Regions from separate parts of the Pan troglodytes genome. Here region 2 is linked to region 1. A link is a contact called in public Hi-C data. All regions are on one chromosome and are shown on one strand. Each heading gives the region's core, a stretch centred on a gene start, on an enhancer-like site or on the middle of the called end of the contact. The rest is flanking DNA. Distances are from core to core; before and after follow the strand shown.

The links. A called contact is a pair of places that touch in the nucleus more often than the background predicts.
Region 2: a Hi-C map of induced pluripotent stem cells shows a contact between it and region 1, with 2.0 times the contacts expected there. The contact joins two enhancer-like sites. A contact is called at or near these places in 2 of 7 Hi-C or Micro-C datasets (induced pluripotent stem cells and stem cell-derived neural progenitor cells).

What each region holds. Positions count from the first base shown.
Region 1 is chr11:48,919,743-48,925,354 of NHGRI_mPanTro3-v2.0_pri, reverse strand. It overlaps LOC107976868 (a long non-coding RNA gene), which reads right to left and starts at 5,238. Exons shown (of 3, transcript XR_008537120.1): 1 at 5,145-5,238; 2 at 4,322-4,479; 3 at 2,886-3,051. Within about 2 kb of position 1,969, at least 1 of the 24 cell types and tissues checked has an H3K27ac peak or open chromatin away from gene starts, as enhancers often do. A contact at or near this core is called in induced pluripotent stem cells, where this site is marked.
Region 2 is chr11:49,061,620-49,067,450 of NHGRI_mPanTro3-v2.0_pri, reverse strand. All of the region lies in intron 2 of SEMA4D (semaphorin 4D), which reads right to left. Among named protein-coding and RNA genes, the nearest start is that of SEMA4D, 86 kb to the right of the region's middle. Within about 2 kb of position 4,545, at least 4 of the 24 cell types and tissues checked have an H3K27ac peak or open chromatin away from gene starts, as enhancers often do. A contact at or near this core is called in induced pluripotent stem cells, where this site is marked.

The DNA of each region.
Region 1 (5,612 bases), core at 720-3,219:
CATTCTCCTGCCTCAGCCTCCGGAGTAGCTGGGACTACAGGTGCCCACCACCACGCCCAGCTGATTTTTTGTATTTTTAGTAGAGACAGAGTTTCACCATGTTAGCCAGGATGGTCTCGATCTCCTGACCTCGAGATCCACCGGCCTCGGCCTCCCAAAGTGCTGGGATTACAGGTGTGAGCCACCGCACCCGGCCCTCAGCTTTTACACACACACACACGCACACACACACACCATTCCCCCCACCCCCCACCCCACGCACACACAGGAAATTTGACTGGAATCACATTGAATTTACAGATCAACTTCTAGATAATTGACATCTTTATAACACTGAAGTTTTTAACCCTGGGGTCCCCTTGGCCAAGAAAGGGTCCATTCACTCAGTTGTGGGGTTTAGGATTTTATTTTTATTTCTCAATGAATAGCTGGAACTTTATCAAATACTTTTCTGCTTTTATTAAAATGATTTTATATAATTAAAAATTATTTATCTTTTTAATATGGCAATATACTTTGATTTTTCAATATTCAGCCAACTTTGCATTCTTGGAATAAGTTCAATTTAGTTATGATCTGTTATCCCTGTTTTATAAATTGCTGGATTCAGGTTGCTAATATGTTATTGGGGATTTTATGCCTTTGTTTGTAAGAGAGATCAGCCTGCAATTTTCCTTTCTCCTCACGTTCTTGTTGGGTTCAGGGATTACAATCATGCAGGCCATATGAATTGAGTGGGAACTGTTTCCTCTATTACCACTTTCTGGAAGAATTTATCTCTTAAGGAGTAATCTTTGTGGGAGGGTTTTGAATTATATATTTCATTTCTTTATCAGGTAAAGGGCTATTCATGTATTCTATTTGTGTGTGTGGGTCAGTTTTGGTAGATTTTGTTTCTCCTAGGACTGTGTCTTTTTTTTTTTTTTTTTTTTTGCGACAGAATCTTGCTCTGTCGCCCAGGCTGGAGTGCAGTGGCGTGATCGCCACTCACTGCAACTTTTGCCTTTGGGGTTCAAGCAATTCTCTGCCTCAGCCTCCTGAGTAGCTGGGATTACAGGCACTTGCCACCATGCCCAGCTAATTTCTTTTTTTTGTATTTTTAGAAGAGATAGGGTTTCACCGTGTTGACCAGGCTCGTCTTGAACTCCTGACCTTGTGATCCACCCTCCTCGGCCTCCCAAAGTGCTGGGATTACAGGCATGAGCCACTGTGCCCAGCCAGGATTGTGTCTTTTTTCTCTGACTTCAAATTCAGGGGAATAAAGCTGTTTGAAAGATCTTTTTATCAACTTCTCACTGGTTGTGGGCCAGAGGCCGCTCTGCCAGGCGGTCTTCTCCGTGGACAGTTCACTGCATAGCTTGTTCTGCAAGGCCACCTGGAGGAGCTTCCTGATGATGTGAGCTGGAGGGAGCCTTCTACATCCCGCTCCTAATCTCAGAGGGACAGCCTGTTCCCTCTGCGCTGCTTTGTCAGTTACAAGTGAGCCGCAGGTCCTGCTGACATGGAAGGGAAGGGAATGACACAAGGTGTGGGCCACTGGGGGTCACTGCCATGAGTCCAGGGAACAGTCAGGACCCTGCCACCTCAGGACTTTGTGTCACTGCAACGGGATATATGTAACCTGTGCAATCTTTTAGGAAATGTATTCTGGAAATGTATTCCCCCCGGGTGCTCTTCGATGTGCACTAAAGCCATGGCCTTAGTGCAGATGTTCTCAGCTGGGGTGGTCTGGAAAGGGGGCAGGTAGAGTGGGCAGGGGGTGGGATCAGGCCAGGGTCTGTCCCCTGCTGGCTGTGTGAGTTCCTCCCGCAGGGCAAAGGTGACGGGCTGTCCCTCTGAGATGAGGGTGCAGGCTGTAGAAGGATCTTTCCGTCTCGCACCAGAAGGGGCCCCAGCCCTGTCTCTTCTCTCTCCTAGGTTAATATGCTAATATGCCCAGGTGAGCTGGGAACCTGGATGACTATAGTCAAGGCCTGCTCCCAGATGAGGAGCGGAAATGTCCTTGTCAGCAGGCATTAACCTGCACGCAGATGCGCAGTGATGTGTAGAGCTGTTTTCCTCATTCCCTATTCTGAGGGCTTTTGAAACGCGTAATTACAGTATTTAATAGTAACTCTTAACTCTTTTTCATCTTGAGGACGCCTTCAAACGTTAACAAACTAAAGTGGTTTTCTTTGTTCATCTCTACAGGTGTGACAGGGCTGCAGCTGCCCCCAGGCCCGCCCCACCACCATCTCCTTCCCTCCCAGAGAGCCCAGGCAGCCTCCATCTCCTTCTCTGCACTGCCCTGTGCTGTCTTGCAGCCACCCTCTCAGCCCTGTGTCCTTCCTGCAGCCCCTACCCTGCTGTCCACTTCTCCGGAAGCCCTCTTCACCCTAGCCTTGGGACCTGCTCACTCCTCCTCCAGCTCTGCACTCCTGCTTGGAGCCCTGGGATACCAGAGAGGCAGGGAGCCTTGTTTCCGCTCTGGGGGGTGGTGCGAGTCCAGGTTTCTTACCTTCTCTGCCACTGTGTGGCAGGTGCTGAGTGAGCACCTTGCCACAGAAGCACCTGAGAATGCTGGCCACAGAAATGGGCTGTAATAAGTAGAGCTTAGCTCTAACACGAATTAGGCAGGTGTGTGCTGGCTGCTCCAGAAACTCACTGGCCCAGAGATTGTTTCAGTGAGAACTTGCATTCTAGGTTCCCACCCATCCCTAAAGACAGTCATGGGTCAGTTCCCCATTGAGCAGGCACATGGTGGACCCTCTGCATTGAGGGAATTCACGTGGCCTCTGACTCCCCTACTTGGCTTCCTTCCCCTAAGATCCTCTGTCCCTGCTTGTCCAAGAGGAATCATAGTTATACAATAATTAGTAATAACAAGGACACGTATTGAGCATTGATCCGATACCAGAAACTCTTCTATTTTACACTCAATTCTTGTAACATCTCTATCAAGTAGACATTGCTGTTATCTCCATGTTCCCAGATGGGGGACTGAGGCACAGGGAAGATAAGTAATCTGGCCACATCACACAACTCTGGAGCCAGGACTCACACCCAAAACATCTGAAAATAGAGTCGAGAGCGGGTTGTACTGCGAGCTTTGGTGGCCCCAGCCTCTGCTCCCTCTTCTGACTTCTTGCACAGGATGCTTCTCACCATTAATCTTGGTGAGTGAGACTGTGGGTGAAAAGTCCTGTCACAACAGGACATCCTGCTTGGCCAGTTGGACTTTCTGGGAAGTGTGGATTTCCAGTAAGCCATTTGAGGACTTCAGACCTTTCTTGGAGATTTACCTCCACAGCAGAAGGGATCCTTCATCAGCAATTGCTTCAGGGACCCCAGCAGCCCTAGCCCCTCCCTTCCCCAGGAGCTTCTCTTGGGGTTTCTGAGCCTGACCCCAACCCACTTCTTTCCATCACACCCTTTTCTTCTGGAAGTGGGCCAGAATCCATTTCTGTTGCATGCAACCAGATGCAAGCTGAGCTGTGTTTTCAGAAGAGTGGAAAGAAGGGGAGAGCAGGGAGAAAGAGCCTCTCCACCCAGAAGCTGCAGGGAGGCGAGGAGGGCAGAGCCCCGCTCAGCCTGAGTCGCTGGTGAGTGGGCGTCCACTCCACCTCTGCCCAGGAGTCATCCTTGATTCCTCTCTCCAATCCCTCAGTATATCTTGTTCCCTAACTCCGAAATGTGTCCTGACCCCATCTGTCCCCACATTTCCCTGGGCCACCACCCTCTGTCTCCCTGGACACTGTAGGAGGCCCCACCTGGCCCTTGAGTCCACTCCTGCTCCCCACTCCCAAATCCAGTCTCTAAAACAGCTCAGGCATTCTTGAAAATGCTCAGGGATTTTTGAAAAACCCAAGTCAAGTCTTACCATTCTCCTGCTGAAACCCTCTGATAGCCTGCCAAGGTGCTGGAAATGGACTCCAAGGCCGTCCGCATCTGCCGGCCTCTCCTTTGGCCTCCTCCCCAGTTCCCTGCCCTCCTACTTCCTGGGACAGGCCCTGCTAGCCTGAGGGAACTCGCCGAGCACTTCCCTGCTCCTTCACGTGGAAACCCCAAGACACCCTGGGGACTGTTCCACCCATAGGAGCTGGTGTGTCCTGACTGTCCTGACTGTGTGTCCACTCCCTAACTTTCTGCATTTCAGTGGCTACTCCCTGATATTTCTCTTGTTTGTGTTTATTGTGTGTCAGCTGCACAAGTGGGCACCTCATGTCTTTTTCACCTCTGTTCCCCAGACACTAAAGATGTTCCTGACATACCAAGGCCCTCCGTCAAGTCTCAGTGAAGAAACGAAGTGAACCATGCATGCCTGAAAAGTAAAGATACTCACACAGCTATGACAGGTGTTTGTGGGTGTGCTCCACAACCTTTCAGGGCTGGAAATTACACATTTCTTCTCTTTTTGAGATCAAATAAGTTTGGTCCAGCAGCTCTTGGCTTTCCAGGACGACCACAGGCCCCTCTGGGGTTTTCGAGGAACACTGAGGCCTGGCAATTTGAAGAAGGGTCACTGGTCCCCACGCCTCCAGGCTGCTGTTGCTGGCGTGCCCTGCCCATGCAGGAGTAGCCCTGGGAAGTGGGTGCCCTTGGGCACGCTACTGATGTTCCCGCCAAGCCCTCCAGGTGTGCCTCTGTCCCCCTGGGGAGCTGAGTTTGGCTGAGAGCCCCTGATGCCACCTGCCTCTGCCCCTACCCCAGTTCTGGCAGCAGCTTCCCCCTTCCCTCGGGGCACCTGCTCCTCCTCCCTCCCTGACTTGGGTTTGAATCTTGATGAAACAGCTGGCTGACTAGGGACACGTCTGCCTTGCCTCCCTTCACCTCAGTTTCCTCCTCTGTAAGATAAGGACCCTAATGCCATGTGGCAGGTTGTGAGAGGATTAAATAAGGAAATGCACTTCAAGTGTTTAGCTTAGAGTCTGGGGCCTAAGATGTGGTCAGTTAATGTTAGTTAAAATGAAACCAAGGAAACCCCAGCTGTGCAGGACAGACATGATTAGGAGGGAGCAGACATGCCTGCTACGGGCAGGTCAGAGGTGGCTTGGGGTCAGCGAGTCGACTTCCTGGAGGAGGTGGTCCTGGAAGGACAGATGGGATTTGAATGAGGCACAAGGGTGGACAGCTCCAGGACCAGGGGTCAGCCTGGCATCCCTCACCTGGAAGGTCAGCTGGGAGGTGGTGGAGGTGGAGTGCTTTCTGGCGTGGAAGGTACTGGCTGGCCCGGTGGGGGTGTTCTGACTCGGCAGAGGGGGTGTGTCATCCCCAGCTCAGACTCTGTTGTGATGTCACCTGCAGCACCCAGCACTTCCCCACCTTTGCTCTCTAGGGTGGGTGAGCTGCAACACAGGTTGCAGTGGCCCAGGGGGAGGGGATCATAGACCATAGACTGCCCTGGACTTGGGCTGTTTCCATTGTGGGGCTACTGGGAACAAAGCTGCTATGAAACTTTGTGTGCAAGTCTGTGTGTGTGTGTGTGTGTGTGTGTGAGAGAGAGAGAGAGAGAGAGAGGACTTCCATTTCTCTTGGGTAAGCACTAGGAGTGGACTTGCTCTATCAGATGTGACTAATGTTTACTTGTACCTTGTACAGGAAATTGCTGGGAAGTCTCTTGAGAGCAGTGACCA
Region 2 (5,831 bases), core at 3,296-5,795, 140 kb before region 1:
AATGATCCCCTGGCATTTTAAGGATGCGTCCTTCCTCCCGTTCCATGTGACAAACATCATACAGCCAGTGAGAGCCAGAAGTGACAATGTGGCCAGGCTGCCCCATCCCTGAAAGCAGAAGAGGACTGCACACTCGCATTGTGAGAGACTTCACACTGGCTCCCGTGCCACTAGAGGAGGAGGAGGAGGAGGAGGAGGCAGGCCTGCGGCAGGCAGGGCCTTGGAGAGGGTTCTTGTCATGCATGCAGCAAGGACACCAGTGGCCTGGTCCATGTGCTGCAGTCCCAGCCCAGTGAAACCCAATGAACTGACATTGGCTCCTCCAAGCCACACCCAGACCCAGGTCCCAGCCAGTGCCAAGCTGTGCACAGCAAGGATAAAGCAGAAACAACCTCTCTCGTGGCATGTCCCCCAGCTGGGCAAAGGTCCATACACACAAAAGAAACAGCAATGAGCTGCCATGGGATGGGAGAAGGCGCTCTGAAGACGGATGCGGAGCCTGCAGAGGTAAGGCGTGCCAACCACACAGGAAGCCAGCAGTGGGGACAGCCCAGGGGCAGGCGAGTGGGTATACGAACCGCTACATCCAGACAGGGGAACGTTACTCAGCATTAAAAATAAATGAGCCATTAGGCCATGAAAAGACACAGAGGAACTTTAAAAGCTTATCATTAAAGAGAAAGAAGCCAATCTGTAAAAGTACATACTGCATGATCCCAACTATAGGACATTCTGGGAAAGGCAAAACCATGAAGACAGTAAAAAGATCAGTGGTTCCCAGGGGCTGGGGAGAGAGAGGGTTTTTAGGGCAGGGAAACTAGGCTGGCAGGGATACTATCACGGTGGACACATGTCAGTATGCATTTGTCCAAGCCTACAGAATGTACAACACCAACTGGCAATCCTAATGTCCAGATACAGATGTCGGGTGATAAGGTACCTATGTGGGTTCACCGACTGTAGCAAAGGCACCACTCTAGGGGGGGATTCTGAAAATGAGGGGGCTGTGCATGTGTGGGGAAGGAGCGTATGGGAAATCTCTGTACCACCTTCTCAATTTTTCTATGAACCTAAAACTGATCTAAAAAATAAAGTCTATTAAAATCAGTAACAACAAGGAACAGGCCTAGGAGTTCCTTGCCAGTCACAAAAGAAGCCTCTGTGAGGGTTCATGGCCTGGACACGTTAAGGAAGTAAGTGCCCACACCGGAGGGCTAGGAGCAGAGACGCAAGGCCCACAGGGCCCAGTTCATTTCGGGTCAAATGCCAAAGATGCTGGGTCACTGTTGGAGAGATATGGTTTACAAGGGATCTAATTCCTATCTAGATCCCCCAACTGCAATCAGTCCTCTGCGTATCCCAATAAGCATGCTGGGGTCAGGCCAGGCTAAGAGTCCAGAGCCAGGAGATGGGAGAACACAGAGATTTATCTCAACTCTCTCTGGAAACCCAATGAAATGACTCTAAAAGGATATGAACTTTAAGGATAAAAATGGAGGAGGGAGGTGACTTTGGAATCTATTAATAGGTGAGCAGTAACCAACGGTGTGCTGGCAAGCTGTAACAACTGGCTCTCCACGGGGTGGGCAGTGGGGGTGGGCGGTGGGGGTAAGGTGGGGGGTGCCCAGCTTGCAGCACACGCTGATTTCTGTGGTGTAAATGCTGCTTTCGAGCTCCCAGAATGATGCCGCTGAACTGGGGAGAGGTGCACAGCAGCACCCAGCACATGGCACTGCCATCTCAGATACAAGAGGCGAGTAACTGCAACCACACAGATAACAGTAGAATGCACACGATACTAGAAAGGAATGAGTTCTGAGTATTTTACCTTTTTAAATATAATTTGTTTCATTTTAAGTCCACATATTTAATTTTTAACAGTGGCTATGTTTACCACCAACCCTGTCACACACCACCAGAGCTGACTGATTTGAATTTCAGACCAGAGTTGAGCCAGGGCCTGGAAGAAGTCACAAAGAAACACAACCTGGAAAATGGAAGCAACCTTAAAAGTAAAATGTGGTGAAAGAAATGAAAGGCTGGAAAGTAAACTAAAGAGGTTTCCTAGAAGTTACACATGTAGCAGAGATGAAAAAACGGGGAACAGACGACTGGACGATCCATTCAGGAGTCCCACACGGAACTGGCAGGAGCTCTGGGAAAAAAATGAGGAATTATTAAAGCAGTAATAAAAAGAAAATAACTAGAACAGAAGGACCTGAGCTTTCGGAATAACAGGGCCCAGGAGCACAGTGAATGAAAGGAACCCGCCCACACCAGACACATCATCCTGAAATGAGGGTTACATGAGGCTTCCAGAAAGAAACAGGCCACAAAGAAATTACCTCTGAGTGCCCCACTGGAGGCAGCAAAGCAATGTCTTTGAATCCCAGGGAAGATGACTTCATACCTAGAATTCCCCATCTAGTCAAATTATCAATCAGTATGAGTGCAGTACAGAACACTGCTTCAAACCTACAAGTTCTCAAATGTTTTACCTCCCTCAACTTCTTTCTCAGAAAGCTACTGCAGGATTTGCTCCACCAAAACAAGGGAGCTGCTTCCCAGGTCTTCTTTCTTAGGAAGCGAGTGGAGGAGAGGCAGAGAGAGCGGGGAGCTGGGGAGCAGGCAGAGGCTCCAATGGGGCGGGGCAGGAGAAGGCACAGTGGATTACTGATTGCATCTGTGGCTTTGTTCTCAGAAATGCATTTTAAGGCTCTGGCAAGGAGTCTGAAGATGAATTAGAACAGATACACAGATTAGAAAATGAAGTTATTAACCCCAGGGAAGCAAGAGTGACCCATGAATGGAAATGTAACCAGAGTGTACCTATCACTGCCCAGTTGCACAGCCCCCATGACAAAAATTACGACTAACTCCACTGGAGGTCTGGGGGAAGAAAGAGAGGGAAGGGGAGGGGACAAGAGTTGGAGAACACAATCCTGTCTTCCATCATAATACAACATCTAAGATGGAAAAGTCAGGAAATGTAGGTGTATCTAATTTGAAGGAAAATACCAAAATGGTGAAAATAGTTGAAACTCAGTGTCTCAGGGCAGCAGGGAAGGGACAAAGGGACAAGACAAGCAAGTGCTGCTTCCTCTCTCAAGTTAAAGAAGAACTACTTCACTTTAAAATTACCTGCATTAATTACTCTCATAAAATGAATTCACCTTAAAAAGACATCCATGTTCTGGTTCCTCACAGCCTGGGGAAAGCAGCCCAGTGGATCCAGAAGCAGAAGACACGACCCCCTGAAGGGAGGCTCCCAAGGACCGGAAGAGTGAGCTGACTCTGTGCAGAGCCTGGGTCCCTAGGGCAGCCACATCTGGGGGCTCAAACACGCTGTAAAAATAGGATTGTGCACCGCAAAGCCGAAGCGCTGGGCAGTGGCACAGGATTTAATGCAGAATGCCAGCACCTAATGTGGCCAGCCTCTTCCACTCCACTCCTGCCCCCTCCCTCCGATGCACCCCACCCGTCCCAGGCTGCCTCGCAGCCTTGGCACTTGCTGCTCCCTCTTCCAGACTGTTCTCCCCCCAGGAGCTGCTGGTGGCTGGCTCCATCCCACAGTCACTCTTTGCCTCCCCTGACCCCCACACTCCATCCCCCTCTGTGGTATTGTTTTCATAGCACTTGGCCTAAGGACCTGAAAACGCCTCCCTGACTTAGTTGAGGCAGAACAGGAGAAACACAAACATCCCAGTGAGAAGACTCGGGCCAGACCTGGAGAGGACAAAGGTAAGGAGCCAAGAGTGGAAAGTTCCACAAAACAAAATCGCCAGTGAAGAGAGATTGAAAACAAATCTTGTAATAGTATCCACGACCAAACCCAGGGATGGCAAAGCCATTCCCGAACGAATGTGGCTGAGAGAAGGTATTTCCAGGAGTGTCAGCAGGTGCCCAGGTGGAAGCCAGCAGGTTCTCCTGGGTGGCTTTAAATGGTTACGAAGGACTGTCAGGACTGGTGCTGTTTATGCGGTTACTCAAACTGGTTATGTTGAAAAGAAACCTTTTTCTTGCTTGCTTTTACCTTGGACCAATCCAGACACTGCCATGTAGAGCTCAGCAGGGCACAGGCACCCCCACCTGACTTCCAGGCCCTGCCCTGAGAACAATGATTGACCACCAGGCTTCCTGGCACGGATTTATATCCAGGTCTGCAGTGTATTGATCTCATTAGCAGACACCAGATTCTCGATGGCATAAATCAGGCCCTGCTGCTCTTCTCAAATGGCCTTTAAAACAGTCCACATGAGTAGCCAAAGGTCAGGACAGAAGACCCATGCCACACACTGCTCCTCCCAGGGAGGGGGAGGGGCTGCACATTTTCTTTGTGACATTGGAGGGTTTTTTTTTCCTTTTTCAACAAGAATGCATTGTTTCATATAATTTTAAAGTTGCTTTAAGCAAAGCACACACCACACTCACACAGATCTGCCGGCCCCACGAGTTCTTTCAGAACAGTGGCTCCATAATCATTGATGGGTGTTACACTAAGGACCTCACTCTAAATAGTTAAATTAAAACAAAAGGAGAAAAAGCCCATTTTGCTGGCTTTCTTCGCCATTTCTGAGAAGCAAAGGTATCCCGCTGGGAGCTGAGCTGTATGCATGTGCATTTTGCCCTGACAGTGTGAAATTGCTGCCCTTTGCATTCAGAAAGAATGACTTGACACAGGAGCCCATTAGAAAGACAGGGTTATGAAATGTCACTCTCATTACTTACACGTAATTGGGGCTGTTCATGAGGGTGCACGAGCCCACTTTAAATGTCAGCAGAATGGAACTCCGAGGGGGCTCTGAGCCCCACACTCTTTTGCCTGTCAGTACTTGTCAGAAGGCAGCTCTCCCACCCCCAGGGGTCTTCAAATCAAGGCAGGAGGTCACAGCAGAGAAAATGGGAGTACCCAGCAACCACTGTGCAAACATGTCTGCGTGTATGTATATATATGTGGACACATGTACATCTGTGTGTATGCATCTGTGTATGTGCACGCATGTGCATCTGTATTTCTGTATGTGTGCACATGAACCCGCATAGATATGTGCACCTATCCATGTTTGTACATTTGTACACATCTGTACAGGTGTGTTGTGTACATGTGTATGTCTGCATATGCATGTGTATGTCTGTGTGCATATATATGTACACCTGTGTGAGTGCATGTGCATCTGCTTGGATCTCTGCATGTGTATACATATGTGTATGCATGGGCATCTGTGTATGTGTGTGTATAATGCGTGCACCTGTGCATGTCTGTGTATATATATCCATACATATGTATCTGTGTATGCATATACATGTATGTGTGCACAGCTATATGTGCACATACATGCATGCATCTGTGTGCGCATCTGTGTATGTGTACGCAGACATGTATGTGTGCATCTGTGTGTGCATGTGTATATGTGCATCTGTGCATGTGTCACTCTGTTGCAGAACATACATTCTGATCTAGTGTTGCATCTTAGATGTGAATAGTGACTGCTGGCAAGCGTCCTGTAAGGCAGGAACCATGAACCAAAATGCCATCTGGGGACTGTCCAGTCACCCGTGTCTCGGCTCCTTCCTGGGATCAGCTGTCTGGCAGCTAGGGTAGATTACAGAGGGGACACCAGTCACTACCACATGGAAGGTGTCAGTGCTTCTGCCAGCAACAGGATGCAACACTGGCATTAAAATGCCCTGGCTGGCATCCCAGGGAAACTGAAAGGGGATCTCTGGTGACAGCTGTGGACTGGCCAATCTAACATAGGCAGTCATTACCTGGACCCCTGACCTCACTGCATGCAAACCACTGCCTGGGGGAGCGTGTTCTGGCTTATTTC